Linked DNA regions of Sus scrofa: all the other regions are linked to region 1. A link is a contact called in public targeted proximity ligation data. All regions are on one chromosome and are shown on one strand. The core of a region is the stretch at or near the end of the contact, and the rest is flanking DNA. Distances in the headings are between cores, read along the strand shown.

Region 1 (2,875 bases), core at 239-2,738:
CATTGCTGTGGCTCTGGTGTAGGCTGGTGGCTACAGCTCCGATTCGACCCCTAGCCTGGGAACCTCCATATGCAGTGGGAGCGGCTCAAGAAAAGGCAAAGATACAAAAAAAAAAAAAAAATCAGCCAAGCTGCACATGTAGCTGTTTCCAAGCACGGAGCGCTTGGGAAGGTTTCCGTCATTTATTTGGTCCTTCTGGAAGCTTCACACAGCTGGCGTGCCCAGCTCTGCGCCAGGGAGTAGACGAAGATGCGGAAGGTGTTTCTGCCTCTGAGTAGTCAGCACCCAGCACCGTGCTGGAAAATAATGACCATGTTATCCGAGGTGTGAGGGCCAACAGAGTCATCTTACAAATAAAATCTTGTCAGTTTAGAGGACCATGACAGAGAAGCCTTGGATTTGGACAGGTGATGATGGGAGGAAGGTCATTGCACAGGGTGGAAACCTACCTAAAGAACAGGCTGTGTTTTCCTTCCTAGTTTGGGAAAAAATAAGAATGCTATGATCACAAACATACATTGTTGTACATTGTTCTGGTCCTTCAGAGTTGAAACATCAGTTAGGTTAATTTTAAAAGTCACCAAAATTTTTCTCAGTTTTGAAGAATTCTTTGCTTTTTTGTCTTACTTTTATTTTCTTTTGAGGATAAGAAACCTTTGGAGTCCCGCCTGTAGTGAGTGTGGTGGGTTAAGAATCTGACTGCAGCGGCTTGGGTTGATCCCTGACCTGGTTGCCATAGCTGCTGTTTAGGTCGTGGCTGTGGCTCAGATTCAATCCCTGGTCTAGGAACTTCCTTATGTCGTGGGTGTGACCATTGAAAAAAAAAAAAAGTCAAATTTTTAGTTCACTGTTTGGACTTTGCTACTGTTTTTAGAACAGAGGTCGTTCTTCTTCTCCTTTTGCCCAGCTCGCCCCTCCCTGGCGGTAGAGTTGGATGCTGCACATCCTGGGGTGGGGTGGGGGTAACGGGGATAGGAAGAGGGAGCCCCTGGGAAGGCCTGGGTCCAGGTCCCAGGGGACTTCCCTAAGTGCCTGTGACTCGAGGCTCCCCAGGCAGTGTCCCCCAGACCTGCAGTCACAACTTGTGCCTTGGATCCCGGCTGTCCCATTGCGTGACCTCCAGCAAAGGCTTTGAGCTTCAATTTCCTCTTCTCTAAAATGAGAGTGACTCCTGGTCACAGAGCTGTTGTGAGAACTCATTGAGAAAAACCAGGCACAGGAAGGGAAGGGTCCTGGTGCAGAGCCTGGCCCTGGGTAGGGGCCTAAGAAATGCTGTTTGGGTGCTTTCTTCTATAAATGTCCCATCAGAAAAAGCCCCCACAGAGGTGCCCCCACATTCTGCTGACAGTTCAACATTTTAAAATGTTATTTCCTGTTTTTAAGAAACGTGCAGCGGAAACAGCAAACGCACAAGAGCCTAGTGAGAGGGTCCTTCAATTGGCGAGCCTTCTGTCCCTTTGCCCTGGATTTCTGCAGGTCAGGAAGCATCATGGTCATTCAGTCAGGCAGTCCTGGACCAGGCGTCTGCTGGACCAACGTCCATCCTGCTGCCTCTGACCTAGGTTCTCACCACCACCTCTCACGCTTCTTTGGCTTCTCCAGCTTGCATGTGCCTCAGGCTAACTCTGAGGTCTTTGAGGCGGAAGGTCCTAGAGGGGCTGGGAATTTGCATGTCCGTCCAGCGGGTCCCCAGGTGCGGCTGCCATGCAGCTTGCTTTTCTTCCTCCTGCTTTAAAACTTTTGTTCAGTTAGAGAGCTCTCCCTTTTTTAGTAAAATACAAATAATATACATTAAAAGTTATGTTCCCTTCTCCCTCTTGCTTTTTAGTCCTCTGGTATGAATGCTGAAAAGTCAGTGATGTAGTGAAAGAACATGGGGTTTTAGTTAGATTCTGGGTTCAAACCTTGACTCTATCACTTATTAGCTCTGTGACTTTGGACAAGCTGTTTAACTGCTTGGAGCCTCAGTTTTCTTGTCTGTGAAGTGGGACTGGTGGTTTTGATGTCTGGGGAGACTGTGTGAGGACTGAGTGGGATAATGCATGTTACCTCCTCGTCCAGCTCCTGGCCCTCATGAAAGTAGCCAATATTTATTGATCGTTTGTTGTGTATTAGACATTCTGTAAAGGTTTTCAAGTATACGAACTTCTTTATTCCGCACAGTGAATGACTGACCTGCATGGCTATGAAGCAGGTTCCATGATTACCTGCATTTCCAGGTGGGGAAACCAGGGCACAGAGAAGTAACCTACTCAAGACCAAACAGCCTGCAGAGCTGGAACTGGAACTCCATAGTCTAGATCTAGAGACCACTTTCTAAACCACTGTGTTCGCTGCCCTGATGACATGTAAAAGTTCATCATCCCACCTCACTAGGATGCAGTTTCTATGTGACACCAAATAAAGAGGGTCTGTGGAAGCCGCAAATGAGATGCTGACTCTTCCATGAACAGGTGTGGGCCATGGCAAGGGGTGGCTTTCGTCAGAACACCTGAGGCCCTGGTTGCTTAGCTGGCCAGAGCAGGTTGTCTGTGTGTGTGTGTGTGTGTGTGTGTGTGGTGCTCACTGTGGGTGGTATGCTGATACTCAGCCACATCTCCAAGCCTCCAGCTGGATGCCTGCCTGCTCCGGCCTCGCTTAGTCCCCAGGAATGGTGTAATTATGTCCCCCTCTAGTGGTTACTTCCCTATCAGCCCTTTATCCCTGGAACAGCCCTCTGGGTGACAGTGACCTCTGGGTGAGCAGACCCTGGAGGGGCCAGTGCTGGGGAGAGAGGGGAGGGATCGGAAGAGAACAGAGCACTCAGGGAATAAGGATTAGTCTATTCCTACGGAGAAGGGGAGCAGGAAAGGCAGAACATCTGGAGAAAGGAGGG
Region 2 (2,875 bases), core at 277-2,776, 550 kb before region 1:
CCAGGTCACCATGTCAAGGCCAACAGCCAGTCAGGTCCATCGCACAGAACAGTGTCTGTGACAGGGCTCCCAGGTCCCTCCAGTCTGTCCCCCTCCTGCTTTCTCTTGCTGGGACTCTATGTGCTGTTTAGAGATTCTAAATATTTTACACTGATGTTTCCTTATCTTTAACACATTGCTCTCTCTTTGTGCTTCAGGGAAGATGGTGAAAAAAGTCTGTCCTTGCAACCAGCTCTGTAGTAATTATCTTTTCTTTCTGTTACTTCTGGTCCTTGATTGCAAAGCCTTTTGCCCTTGAGGTCTTTGAACCCCGAAGCCTCACAACTCCTGGATTTCCAGCTTCCATTTGGCTGGTGCTGCACCCTTCTCTGGTTTCGTCTTTAACACGCTCAGTTGCTGTCACTGGCTGTCCCTCCAGATTTTAGGTCACCACATAGTGCCCTAGATGACAGCCCCACTGTGGGGGAGGGGAGGGCACCCGTGGATGTGTGTAGAAGGATCAGGGGTGCCTAGCTCCTTAGGGAGAGAGTCCTGTAGTCAGAAGTCACCACGTGTGCCAGCCGCTGCGGGCACACTGGAAAGTCAGCAGGGATTACAGCAGCCAGAGTCATGCCCTCATATCACAGTGGGAGGCAGCTGCTGGGCAGTGAGGACAGGGACAGCATTGTAGACAGGTGGCTTCTCGTGAAAGTGTGGACAGTTCTACGGCCCAGCAGGCCACCGAGAGGTTCCTCCAGAAAACTCTGTGCTTGGGACACTGGGCAGTAAGTTGTGGCTCGTAATAGGCTCTTGTTACTGGATTTGTGGGGGTGGGGGAATGTGTTAAGGCAGGAGAAGAGTTCAGCTAGGGAATTTTGGGTGGTAAAGGATGCTACTTTTAGAGCTTTTCAGCAGAACCGAAAAAAGGCTTAAAGGTTAGCCAGCAGCCTCTCTGGAAGGCAAGCAGCGTTCTCAGAAATATCTACGTGCTGCCAGTGTCCTTAAAACATTTTACTGCTACAGTGGACCAAACAAGCACACTACGCATTTTCCTAGATTTTATTACTAAGTCAGCTTTTCCTGGGAGTTAATTTCTGGTCAGAAAGGAGTGTGTTTGTTTCCTTCTCTAATGTGGAGATCTGTTTTCAGAAGCCAGAATAAGAATGTTAGCTGTATGGTTGCCTCTCCCTCGTGGTATAAACCCCACTTTCAGAATCCAGTATCACGTAACATGGATGAAAATGAAAAATGAAATTCGGTTATAAAGGGGCCTCACAGCATCAAAGGCGACTAGCATGAGACTAGAGAGTGTGACCCCAGCATGAACGAGTTGTGTCCAGCAGTGTTCACCTCTGCCAGCTTCTGTATTTGGCTTTTGAAAGCTCTGCTCACTTGTGACTATTTGTTTCGTTTTCATTGTCTCACTGACCATCCAGCTCCTGAAGCAATACTCATTCGAGGAGGATGCTGTCCTCATGCGTGTGACACGCTTGCTTTCTGGTTTCCTCATAACCACCACTGCCTGTGCTTCCCTCCCACACTGTCTCACTCCTGCCTCCCCACTTTTCCACCTGGGTTTCCTGTCCGTAGGGAACTGACTCTTCCCTTCACACTGTATGTGCAGTAACCCCCTCCCCCCACCCCCCAGCCCCGTGGCTCTGCGAGCACTGAGGCCACGCCTGCAGTAGTCCTGTGTCTTGCCTTGGTGGTAAGAAGCATGTGACCTTCCTCACTCTGCAGCTTCACCTCGGAACTAGCTGTTCCCCAGTGCAGACGTGCTTGTGTGTGCCATTCCCCGGGTGTAGGGTGTAAACTGGACTCAGGACCAGTAATAGATTAGAGGGCTTTTAATGGCAGAGTTGCTTCAGGTGTGCTGCTGTGCTCTGGTGCTGCCTTGACCTTGAAAACAGGAACGTGTGTATTTAAATATTTAGCCCCCGCATTATTTGGATGTCTTAAGTCCTAGAGGCTCACAACTTACTATAGTAGCTTTTATTTATTCTGTAGCAAATGTGAGATGTGGTAAGAAAGTGGGGGGTGAGGGGAAAAAAACAAGACCATGACTCTTCTTTCCCTCTTCCCTAAACTTGCCTCCTCGAATAATCTTCAGTGTGCCCTCCAGCAGAGCCGAAATCAGGCAGGCCACAGACTTCTCCTTTGTTTCTCATCACACCATAGAGATAGAACTCCTTCATCACAACCCCCGAGCTTCCTCCTCCCCTGGCACCCCTACCGCAGCTGGATGTCCTGTTGCTTCCACATGAGAGTGCTTGCTCTTCTGGGAAGAGGGGGGGGAAGGTGAGCCAATTGAAACTGAGGTCACCTTCAGGAAAGCCACGTCCTCCTGGAGTTGAAAGACTCAGGCACACCACAGAGAACCTTCCTCATGAGTGCTCACGTTTTTGACTCATAGGAAATCGGGAGAGATTGAAGCCTTAACTCTCCCAAGTTTATGTTCGCAATTTCTGTTTATGCATCCAGGTGAAAAAGTTTTCTGAACAGAGCATGCCTTCTCTTATCGTCCCTTTCTGTGAAAGAACGGCTAAAGACCACATGGCATCACGCGGTTTGGGAGCCCATTTTCCCTGGCCTGTCTTTGCATTCCTTCAACTCCTCCATGAACCATGCCCTTCTTTTGCCCTACTCTGTAATATTCTAGAGCAGCCAGCCTCATTGGCCATCCCACTGGCCCTGTTCAAGGTGGCGCTGGGAGTAGAGGCCTGGTGGTGAGTTTCCAAGATGCCACGAGAGTGGGCAGAAAGAGGTTCCCACCCCTTGCCCTTTGTCCCCCTTAGATGTCCAGCCTCATCTGCAGCTCCCGAAGAGAACCTGTTTTTATCATCCTGTTTTGCCTAAGTAAGATTTGGCTAATAAATAAGATCCTGGAACCTCCTTT
Region 3 (2,875 bases), core at 104-2,603, 520 kb before region 1:
GTATGAGCAAGAAGGCAGAGGACGCCTTGCTGGACACTCCACACACTGCCAGAGCATTGGAGCATCTGCTTGGGGCTACAAAGAAGTTTTAGCCAGTCAATTCACAAATACAGAATTCACAGATGATGAAAATAGGCTAGGTGTTTTATGAGATCAAACCTCTCCCACAGCTGTTACGTTTTTCATAAACTCGTCTCCAAGTCCACTCAGTTCCCATCACTAGATGACAGGTCTGACTGCATCTCCGATGGGACCTGCACACAAACGCTTCTCTGCTTGTTACCACCACAGTCAATGGTCTAGTAAGCGATGCACTGAGAACAGAGGACTTCACAAAGCCAGCCTTTTCTGAAAGATACCAGACCTGGGGCCAATGAAATACCTGATCCAACCCGAGTTAAATGTGATAAGAACTTAGTTTTACATTGTTTGTGCCTAGGGCTGAATTCTATGATGAAAGAGCCCTTAAATTAAGCCGAAAAGTGCAAAAACGCAAATGCCCATCAATTAATGAAGAAGCAAAACATGGTATATCCCGACAACGAAAGATTATTATTGGGCCACGAGAGTACGGGACACGCGCCACAGCTCGGATGAACCTTGGGGACACAGTGCCAAGTGAAGGAGCCAGACACAAAAAGCCACATACTGCATGATCCCACTTATGCAAAACATCCAGATCTGGCAAATTCAGAGGCAGAAAGAAGACTGGTGGGGCTGGGGGAGGGGGATGAGGAGCCCGCTAATGAGCTCGGGCTTCTTTCCCAGGTGATGAAAATGTTCTGCGTTAGATAACGGTAACGGCCGCCCAACTCTGTGAATACAATAAAGACCACTCAATGTTCACTTTGGATGAACAACTTTAATCATATATAAATTCTATCTCAATTTAAAAAAAAAAAAAGTCTAGAAACGCTGAATACGCGCTGAACTGTCAAATCCCTAAGTGGGTAATTCTACACACCGGAGTACAACTGTCTACGCGCCCTCGGCCCCGGTCAACCGGCAGCAAGTAACCGCAGCCCCAACCCCGCCCCGCCCCGCCCCGCCCCGCCCCGCCCACGGCCACGGCACCCTCCCCTCAGCACATGCCCCGGGTCGGTACCACTAAGCCGGGACCGGGAGACGAGCTTCCCACCCGGCGGAGATCCCACTCACGCACCGTTCCCCCTGAACGCGCAGAAGGGGTCTCGGGACGGCCGCGCAGAGGACCCTGGGAAGAAGGTCCGAGCGAGAGCCGACTTGAACGCGCGGAAGGACACGCGTGATGACGGCGTCAGAGAAACTGGAAAAAGTGCGAGAGAGAGAGAGAGAGAGAGAGCGAGCGAGAGAGAGAGAGCGAGAGACGTACTCGCAGAAGGGCGATAAAGCAGGCCGCGCAGAGGACCCTGGGAGGAAGGTCCAACGGGAGTACCCAAAACCAGAATGGCGTGTGGCGCGGAAGAACACTTTGGGTTCCCGCGCAAAGAGTCCTGGGAGGAAGGTCAGAACGAGGGTAAACCAGACCGGGGTGTGGGAAGAAGGTCTAACGCGAATGAACTGAGAAGACCTGTACTCGCGGAAGGGTACGCGGCGCGGCCGCGCAGAAGACCCTGGGAAGACGGTCCAAAGAGAGCGTGCCGCACCACGGCTGTGAACGGGCGGAGGAGCCGCAAGTTGTGGTCGGGGTAGAGGAACAGAGCCATCTGTTGAGAGCCGTAAAGCAAGTTGTTTGGCAGCGCGATGCTGACTTCCGTGTCAGCGGCTCTCTGCGCTTGGCCCCTGCGCGCCCTGCGCCCCTGTGGTCTCTGCTGGCCACCAGCGAGCTCCTGCCCGGCCTCCCGAGCGGAGCTCGGCTCCGTGTACCCCAGGCCGCTATGGCGGAGATTAGAGCTGTACCGGGACCAGGCTCAACAGCCCGGGCAGCGCCCCATCGCCGGGTCCCGAGGTCCCCAGATGCCCGCACAGACGGAGATGCTTAGAGGCGGCGATCCGTGGGCAGGACATCCCGCAGCAGCGCTCGTAGCGAGACTAAGGAGTCGCATCTCGGGAGTTCCTATGGTGGCTCAGTGAAACCTAATCCGAATAGTATCCATGAGGAAGCGGGTCCGATCCCTGGCCTCGCTCAGTAGGTTAAGGATCTGGCGTTGCGCTGAGCTGTGGTGTAGGTCGCAGACACGGCTCAGATCCCGAGTTGCTGCGGCTGTGACGTAGGCCCGTGGCTACAGCTCCTTTGTAATCCCTAGCTTGGGAACCTCCATATGCCACGGGTGTGGCCCTGAAAAGCAAAAACAACAACAACAGTTGCATCACAACCCCAAGCTGAGTGCGGAAAACTTGAACATACTCAGTTACTGACGTTTTCAAATTGTTGTTCCGGTGACCCCCTCGCCGCGGTTCTGCGCAGTAACCAGGCATTTCCTGGAGGGGTGCTCACGATTCCCGTGCATTTGATAAAGAAAGGCATGGCTGCTTTCAGATGGTGCTGGGACACAGTGATTGGGTTAGAGTCCCTATCAAAATATGCATAAGAATAATTACAACTGGAGTTCCCTGGTGGGTTAAGGATCCGGTGTCCCTGCCCTGGCGTGAGAACTTCTGTATGCAGAGGGCAAAGCCAAACAATAATAATAATGAAGTGAAATCAATTACAATTGAATTCGAGTGAGAAATGTTAAATGTATGCAGGTACATATAAAAGAATAGGCAGATGAATAGCCAACCTTAGAATGGAGAAAAGCTTTCTAACTATAGAAGCTGATAAATTAATCTTAAAAGGTGAATAAATGTAGCTATCTACATGCAATTTACTTAGTTTCTGGAAGTAGAAAATAAACAAGAAAAATAGGGAAATACTAACATGTATTCGAATGGAATTAATATATAAAAAGTTCTA

Evidence for each region.
Region 2: a targeted proximity ligation map of alveolar macrophages shows a contact between it and region 1. A contact is called at or near these places in 2 of 2 datasets of targeted methods (alveolar macrophages and skeletal muscle).
Region 3: a targeted proximity ligation map of alveolar macrophages shows a contact between it and region 1. A contact is called at or near these places in 2 of 47 Hi-C or Micro-C datasets (heart right ventricle and omental adipose tissue) and 1 of 2 datasets of targeted methods (alveolar macrophages).

Annotation. Positions count from the first base shown.
Region 1 is chr5:68,688,418-68,691,292 of Sscrofa11.1, forward strand. The region is part of intron 1 of WNT5B (protein Wnt-5b); the gene reads left to right. Among named protein-coding and RNA genes, the nearest start is that of FBXL14, 12 kb to the left of the region's middle.
Region 2 is chr5:68,135,600-68,138,474 of Sscrofa11.1, forward strand. The region is part of intron 27 of WNK1 (serine/threonine-protein kinase WNK1); the gene reads left to right. Among named protein-coding and RNA genes, the nearest start is that of RAD52, 31 kb to the right of the region's middle.
Region 3 is chr5:68,166,295-68,169,169 of Sscrofa11.1, forward strand. RAD52 (RAD52 homolog, DNA repair protein) reads right to left here and starts at 1,354. Exons shown (of 13, transcript NM_001123182.1): 1 at 1,163-1,354.